Regions from separate parts of the Sus scrofa genome. Here region 2 is linked to region 1. The links are chromatin contacts, called in public Hi-C maps. All regions are on one chromosome and are shown on one strand. Each heading gives the region's core, a stretch centred on a gene start, on an enhancer-like site or on the middle of the called end of the contact. The rest is flanking DNA. Distances are from core to core; before and after follow the strand shown.

The links. Hi-C and Micro-C count contacts between places; a contact is called where the count stands out from the background.
Region 2: a contact with region 1 is called in a Hi-C map of skeletal muscle, with 5 times the contacts expected there. The contact joins two enhancer-like sites. A contact is called at or near these places in 3 of 47 Hi-C or Micro-C datasets (embryonic fibroblasts, liver and skeletal muscle) and 1 of 2 datasets of contacts at active chromatin or transcription factors (skeletal muscle).

What each region holds. Positions count from the first base shown.
Region 1 is chr2:120,722,048-120,725,979 of Sscrofa11.1, forward strand. No RefSeq gene overlaps it. Among named protein-coding and RNA genes, the nearest start is that of SEMA6A, 36 kb to the left of the region's middle. Within about 2 kb of position 1,909, at least 27 of the 83 cell types and tissues checked have an H3K27ac peak or open chromatin away from gene starts, as enhancers often do. A contact at or near this core is called in skeletal muscle, where this site is marked.
Region 2 is chr2:120,851,137-120,855,068 of Sscrofa11.1, forward strand. No RefSeq gene overlaps it. Among named protein-coding and RNA genes, the nearest start is that of SEMA6A, 170 kb to the left of the region's middle. Within about 2 kb of position 2,300, at least 6 of the 83 cell types and tissues checked have an H3K27ac peak or open chromatin away from gene starts, as enhancers often do. A contact at or near this core is called in skeletal muscle, where this site is marked.

The DNA.
Region 1 (3,932 bases), core at 659-3,158:
GTATAGTCTTTTTAGGGCTGTACCCACAGCATATGGAAGTTCCCAGGTTAGGGGTTGAATCGGAGCTGTAGCTGCCGGCCTACACCACAACCCAGCTGCAGCAACATAGGATCTGAGCCTCGTCTGCTGCCTACACCACAGCTCACAGCAATGCTGGATCCTTAACCTGCTGAGTGAGGCCAGGGATTGAATTGGTGTCCTCACTGATACTAGTTGGGTTTGTTACAGCTGAGCCATGATGGGAACTCCTAAAATGTAATTTTTAAAAAACTATTTCACCGTCCAGTTCGAGACTCTGTGTTAGCATCTTGTAACTTATGGTATCCAGTACAGACTTGAACCAGGCTCCCAAGACCTCCGGGGCCGCCCACTTTATTTTTCTAGTTATCCACAGCTCCAATTCAGTCTGTCGACTATCTCCTGACTCTCGTTGTCGAATGCACACGCTCGCTCTCCATCTGAGTCCTCACTCAGGCTGACCCATGGCCTGGAGAACCCTGCCTCCAGCCCTGTACATCCTCCTGTTACCTACCCTGCTGGGGTACCTCGTCAGATGCTACTTCCAGGGAGCTTCTTTTGGATCCCTAGCTCAAAATCCTATCTCCTACCGCGCATTCTATCATTTAGCTACTTTCTGTGTTTTTTGGTCTCAGATTCTTGTTGACTCCATATCCTCTGTAGTAGAAGATTTTTTTTTTTTTTTTTTGTCTTTTTGCCCCTTCTAGGGCCACTCCTGCGGCATATGGAGATTCCCAGGCTAGGGGTCCAATTGGAGCTGTGGCCACCAGCCTACGCCAGAGCCACAACAGCGTGGGATCTGAGTCACGTCTGCAACGCCACACGGCAACGCCGGATCCTTAATCCACTGAGCAAGGCCAGGGATCGAACCCGCAACCTCGTGGCTCCTAGTCGGATTCATCTCCACTACACCACGATGGGAGCTCCCTGTACTAGAAGATTTTTAAACTCAGAATGATGCATTCTCCTTTAGCAGCCATGAGATCCACCCCCCCAAGACTCTGTTCTACAGGCGGTGCTTCGTCTTCTCCCTTTCCGTGCCTCATCTTATGAACTGACAATCATTGGCCCATTTGGTTAGGTTGGTGGAAAAACAAGCCCGCAAGCAAACCACAACTAAATTTTCGTGCTTCTTGGGATGCCCTAACCCCTTCTCTGGAAATTTGCCATAGTTCTGGGAGCTTCCGCAGAGCCAAATACTGGCGAGGCAGGGGACACTGGACCCTCTGTTAGTGCTCCAGACAGGGTGAGCCTGAGAGCCTGTCGTCTCTGTCCTCAGCTTTAATGGTCTTCTGCTGTTCCCACGTCATGCTGGGAGCCCAGGAGTCTTCGTGAAGGCGGCTTATATTTCTGTCAACGTGCACAATGGAGCCATCCCTCTCGGGGCTGGCAGCCTTCCTAGTGGGCGGCTTAATTCAGGGCTCCACTCTCTGCTCTTGGGACGGGGTCCAGGCCTCCGCCTCTTCCAGGCTTCCCCAGGCCTGGGGGACTGGGAGAGTGGAGAGGAACTGCTCCATTCCTGTTTCTGCAGGATGTGAATAGAGACTCTCTCCCCTGGGCTGAGGCTTTTGTGAAACAAAGACACAAAAGCTTGTGGTTTGCCCGGTTTTCCACTCTATTGTGTGCCTCTCCTGAATGAGTGGAGATCTGATCTGGTGCTGGAATGGGGTGGGGTGGGAGAGGGAAAAGGAGGAGAAACTGAAAAATACAGAGAAGAACAGCAAATGCACGTTTTAAAATAATACCCATCCACAGGCATTTTTTTGTTGTTTTCTATAGTGCCTTGCACAACCTGGCGATGATGCAGGAACTTAATAAAGACAGTCTCCTGTAACTCACGGAGCTCATTGTTTCCTGTACAATGAGAAACAATAGGAGCATCCCTTCCTAGCAGCAAAAGTTTAAATGCATTGTTTTGTCCTGTTTACTTTTAGAGCTGGATTAGATGTAACTAACATGGTTGTAGTGTAAGCAAAAAGATATCCGCTTGCAAATCGGTTCTTTTTCATCCTAATATAACCTCCTTGTCTGTATAGAGGGTGAGGAAGAAAGGTAGGACCTGTTTACAGGGAGGAACTTTGACTCTCTGTGACATCAGCAGGGAAGTAGGTGGCGGTGAAGTCTGTGCAAGTAACTGGCAGGAGAACTCCCTCTGTTTACCTCATTCCTGGGCATGAGTCACTTGCAAGCACTGTCCACTTAGGCTCTGCCAGGTACATCCCTGTCTGAACATTTTGCTTCACCCAGCTGAATCCTAGGTATGTCTCCTGCTGAGTTTCAAAGGAATTCACAAGTACAGAATGCTCAGGGAATGACCAGTCTCAGCAGTGGGATCTTTCTACAGCAGCCTCAATTAAGGGCTAAAAAGACAAAAGCGCCAGAGGGTGATGGAGCTGGCCAGTCTCTGGTTTGGGTTGCAGTTCTCATGAGCTTATGGGACCTGGACTAGGGTCACTGCGCTTCATTTCTGGTACCTCTATTTTCTTTCCCCCTTCCTTCCTCCCTTCCCCCCCCCTTTTTTTTTCCTTTTTATGGCCGTGCCTGTGGCATATGGAAGTTCCCAGGCCAGGGGTTGAATTAGAGCTGCAGCTGTGGCCTATGCCACAGCCACAGCAATGCTGGATCCTTAATCCACTGAGCTGAGCAAGCCCAGGGATTGAATCTGCATCCTCACAGAGACAACAGTGTGTCCTTAACCTGCTGAGCCACAATGGGAACTCCAACCTGTATTTTCTTCTCAGAAAAAAATGGATATAAATATAATATTATTGTAAAGTTATTATGAAGAATGAATAGGTTAATTTTTCCACTACTTAAGACACTGTCAGGCCCACAGTGAGTACAATACAGTATTGTTATTCTTTATTTTCACATCTATATTCTTCATTTTTGTCTGTTATTCCCTTTTGGATATACTTTCACCCCCAGGCCACTAGAAAGACCCTATCTAAAATTCTTTGAGAAAATAGAATGAATACATGTATGTGTAACTGGGTCACCATGCTGTACAGTAGAAAAAAAAATAATGTATTGGGGAAAGAAAAAAAAAGTTCTTATCATGAAGAAGGAAATTTGTAGCTATGTGTGGTGACAGATGTTAATTAGATTTGTGATAATCATCTTACAGTATATACAAATATAAAATCCTCATGTCTCATACCTAAAACATTTTCAATGTTCTATGTCAATTATATGGCATAAAAAATTAACAAAAAAATTAAAATTCTTTGCAGTTTACCATTCTGTTCAAGATACTTGAAAATGCAAGAATAACTTACCATCATCTGATGTTTTAGGAAGCTAAGGCTTGTGGTCCACTTAAAGCCCTTGCTCTGAAATGGGCAACTGCTTTCTGATTTTTTTGTGTTCCATCCAGGTCTTCAGACAGCTGGGTTTCCAGTCAGTCTGAAATTGTGTCCATTTGTGTGTCAGATGCAAGGAATCAAAAACCCAACAATAACTGGCTTAAACAAACATTAGAAGTATATTCATTGGTCTGCATAGCTGGCAGTGTACAGGTAGGACAGACCTTTGGATTACTCTAATTCAGTAGCTCAGCAGTGTCATCAATGTTTCTTTCCACCTGTCCTCTTTGCCCACCTCCGTGGTGGATTCATCCCGGGGCTGGTCTTGTCTCGTGGTAATGTGGCAGCTGACAAATTCATAGGATGCTCGCTTTCACATGTATCCTTAGAGACAGCAGGAGCGATGGTCACTTTCAGAAGCTCTCAGAAAAGGGTATGAATGCTTCTTTCTTCAAAGGTGCAGAAAGCCTCTCCTCTGGCCTTACTGGCCCCTGTGTTGTCCATCCCCACTTGAGCCAATCTCTGTAACTAGGGGAGGACCACACCCTGGTTAGCTTAGGCCTGAGCTACCTATCCCACCCTGTGGGAGCAGGGGGCATTCATTCCTTC
Region 2 (3,932 bases), core at 1,050-3,549, 130 kb after region 1:
CTTCAGAGATGCAAGGTGGAAGGGGCTTGTACCCCACACAGACCTGCTATTGGATGGAGGTTACTCTTAGTGTTACTGAACCAAATTAGGTCTGCTTAGCCTGGGCAAAGTCAAGTCAGTCTACTGACACTGGGTCATGATGAAGGGAAGTACAGCGTTTATTTCAGGGCACCCATCAAGGAGTCCAGGCAGCTAGTGCTTAAAAGACCTGAAATCCCCAAAGATTTTCAGGGAAATTTTTTTTTAAATAGACTGAGGGAATGCATAAGCAATGAGATCCTGCTGTATAGCCCTGGGAGCTATATCTAGGTCACTTATGATGGAGGATAATGTGAGAAAAAGAACGTATATATGTGTGTGTGTGTGTGTGTGTGAGAGAGAGAGAGAGAGAGAGAGAAACTGGATAACTTTGAAAATTGACAGAACAGTATAGAAAATTGACAGAACAGTATAAACCAGATATAATGGAAACAAATAAAACTCATTTAAAAAATAAAACAAAAAAATTTAGATTTCTACATTTGAACACAGAATTTTAGATTTCTACATATATAACTGAGTCACTTTGCTGTGCAGCAGAAATTGACAGAACACTATAAATTAAAAAAATAAAAACTTTATTGCTAAAGATAGAAAAAACGGTGAGCGGGGGGAGTTGTGGGGTACGAGACCAGCTCATGGATGTTCTACTGATTGGTTAGTGGTGAGGTGATCAGGTGTCAACATTATCAACCTTCTGGTTCCAACTGCTCTAGGGTCTCCATGCTGGTGGGCAGCACAGTTAATTTCTTCCACCTGGTAGGGGTTTCAGCCTCTGCAAAGCAGTTCCAAGGGTATGGCTTAGAATATTGTTTCTAGCCCTTGAGAAAGAACTAAAAGTCCTTGACTCTGTTTAGTGGCTAATTATTATTTTGTCTTGTTTGATCATTTTCCTTTCTGCATTTTCTCACTTCTCTGATTAAACGTACTTAGAATTTGGGGAAGGCCTAGGAAATTAAAGTTTTTTTGCAGACAGGAGGCAGAAGTAGGACATGTGTGGGGGTCTGTTCTAGGAAGCCCCTTTAGGATCCCGCTCTGTTATACTTATTGCGGGGGGGGGGGGGAGGAGCCTTGGGCACATATGCTCGCTTCAGCTAAATCCCAAAGAAGAACCGGGCTATGGGCTGTCAGCCCACAACGCTCTTTGGAAAAGAAGCTTTTGGTTCTCATGGGAGGATCTGGTGACATACCCCAGGCCCCACTCCACACATCACTTTGGCTGTCCCTCTTTTAATTCAAATTTAGTCCTAGGGTCCCTCCAGCCTTAGTGCTCTGCTCACTTATGCTCCCTTCAGTTTTGAGTCGTTTAAATACCTTTTCAGTGACGAAGAGAAAGGCCAGTGAGCATTTTCCCTCCCCCTTCCTTGGGGTCTTTATGTTTCTTTCACACCTTGCACCAAGATGTGAAAATGTTGTAAAAAACTCCCTGTGATTGCAAATAAAGTGAACCAGACACAGTAATTAAAGAGATGAATATAGCTGCAAAGTTAGGGCTTTTTAGAAGATTTTGGCTGATGTATTTCAGCAGTGAAGGAAGGAGAAAGAGGATTGCATTTAATTAGCTTGGGGTCCCAGGAGGCCTTTGCTTTTCCATGCCTGTTACCCATTGAACGCCATCACACCGCTGAGCTGGAAGCTCCTTTCTGGATGGTTTGATAGGCATTGCAAATCCTCTCAGAGGACCCTTTTCAGAGCCCACAATAGCACTCCTCGCAAAACATCACCACATGTTCATGGTACCATTTCCTTTTTCAGGGATGCTGGCTCTTACTGGAATGGGTTTTCCTGGTGCTTGCTTTGGCTCCTGGCCACCAGCTGCTTCTGGGCCTGGAACAGGGTGTACGATAAAGAGGAGAGCTTGGAGCCAGTGCTGCTGGTGTCCTGGCTATACCTCCTCGGCAGCCACTGTCCTGCAGACTCCCACAGTCTGGCTCCATCCTCAGAGTTAATGACCCTGGGAGCAGCTCTCATTCAGGAACTATGGGTAAATACCCCAGCTTTGATGCCTCCAGACTTGGGGCGACTCTGAGGCTTGCTAGAGTCTGGGGGTGTTCCAGAAGGACTGCGTCCCACTTACTCATGGTGAAACCCTGTGTATTAACTCACTATGTTCTGGCTTCCTTCTTTCCTTTCCCCACCTGACTCCTACTCCCCTACCGCTATTTCCTGGGATCACTTCCCAGCTCAACTACTAGCATTCAAACCCTTATCTGCCAGAACCAGGCAAGCTTCACGGTGTTAAAGTTGCCAGGCAAAGGGTTCCATCTGGGAAATCATGCTCAAAAGTGTATGTCCTATTTTCTCTTCCTCCCTCCCCCGCCCCGCCTTGTCCATCCAAAGGAAAAACAAACCACCAGACAAAAACAAATAAGGACAACAATAGCAACGGAAAATGAGTGACACCTGTTAGGTTGCCTACGGAGGACTTGTCCTAATTGTCTGGATTGGTCTTTGCAAATGTATTAGTTTTTACATGGCTGCCTTCCAACACTATTTTCTAGGCAGGATTCCAGCCATTCTGCCTCCTGATTCTTAACTTGCAGTTTGCCCAATCTTCTTGATTCTTGACATCACAGCCAGCACATTTCGGTCTAAACCCACTGGGATTGGATGAAAAGGGGGTCTTTGGTGAGGTGTCCAGAATTACTTCTAGCCATCCAGGACCTGGTTCTGATGAACTACATCTCGTTTTAGATGGGCACTTATTTTCTGTGTCTACATCAATAGTCTGATGTGGTAAAGATGAAAAGGGGGAAAAACAGGGCTTGAGAGCTTTACAACTCCTGCTGGAGTTGGAATGCATTTTCCTATCTGTCTGTTTGATTGGAAATTTAAATCATCGCACATTTCAGGAAATTGGTAGCCTCATAAGATACGAAATCTGACAGTTTATGGCTCAATCTGTGTCTTGCTGTTTTTAAAGGAAAGGTAGTAAAAATTGAAATTAAGGAAAACAAATAAATACCCTAGTTCTCTGATGGCGCATTTTATAATTATCACATCTGCTGCAGAGCGCCTGAAAAATGGCCCTGGAAGGCTGCCGATGCTGCAGAATGGCTCACGCAGTGAAGAGGCGCTGGACAGGAGAGGATGTGGGGTAATGGGCTTCTTACACGAGAGTTTAACCTTGCATCCACAAGTATTATGGTTTTTCTCCCTTCTGTTTTGTTTTCATTGTCGTTGCTCTGCATCTTTCAAAGCATGTGAGATCCTGTCTCTCCACACCCTTGCTCTGGGGTTCCTGTGTCACAGTTCAGGAAGGAAATGGACCAGAACAGTCAGCAGGGCTGGTGTGTGTGCGCGCCGCTGAGTGAGGGATGAGGAGAAGCCAGAGCAACAGAGCAGCAGTTCTGACCTGGCTTTGGGTCTTGCCTCCTTTGGCAGGTTAGGAGGACAAATCAAAAATTCAAGGTGTAGGGATCTCCCTTCATGGCTCAGTGGAAACAAATCTGACTGGCATGCATGAGGACGCAGGTTTGATCCCTGGCCTCACTCAATGGGTTAAAGGATCTGGTGTTGCCACGAGCTGTAATGTATGTTGCAGACGTGGCTCGGATCTGGCATTGCTGTGGCTGTGGTGTAGGCTGGCAGCACAGCTCCTTATTCGACCCCTACACTGGAAACCTCCATATGCTGTGGGTGTGGCCCTAAAAAGACAAAAAAACAAAAACAAAAAAACAAGGTGTAAACCACACCGTTTTAAATTATAATTCATAATTATAATTTATCATTTATCATGAGAAAGTGTTAATTCATGATAAGATAATGGTTAAACTTATTATGTGCCAAGCACTGTGCTTAGTGCCTTGCATGGAATATTTCATTTAATTCTAATAACTTTCTGCGGTAAATGGCATTATTATCATTATTAGTATTTTCATTATTTTGGCCAC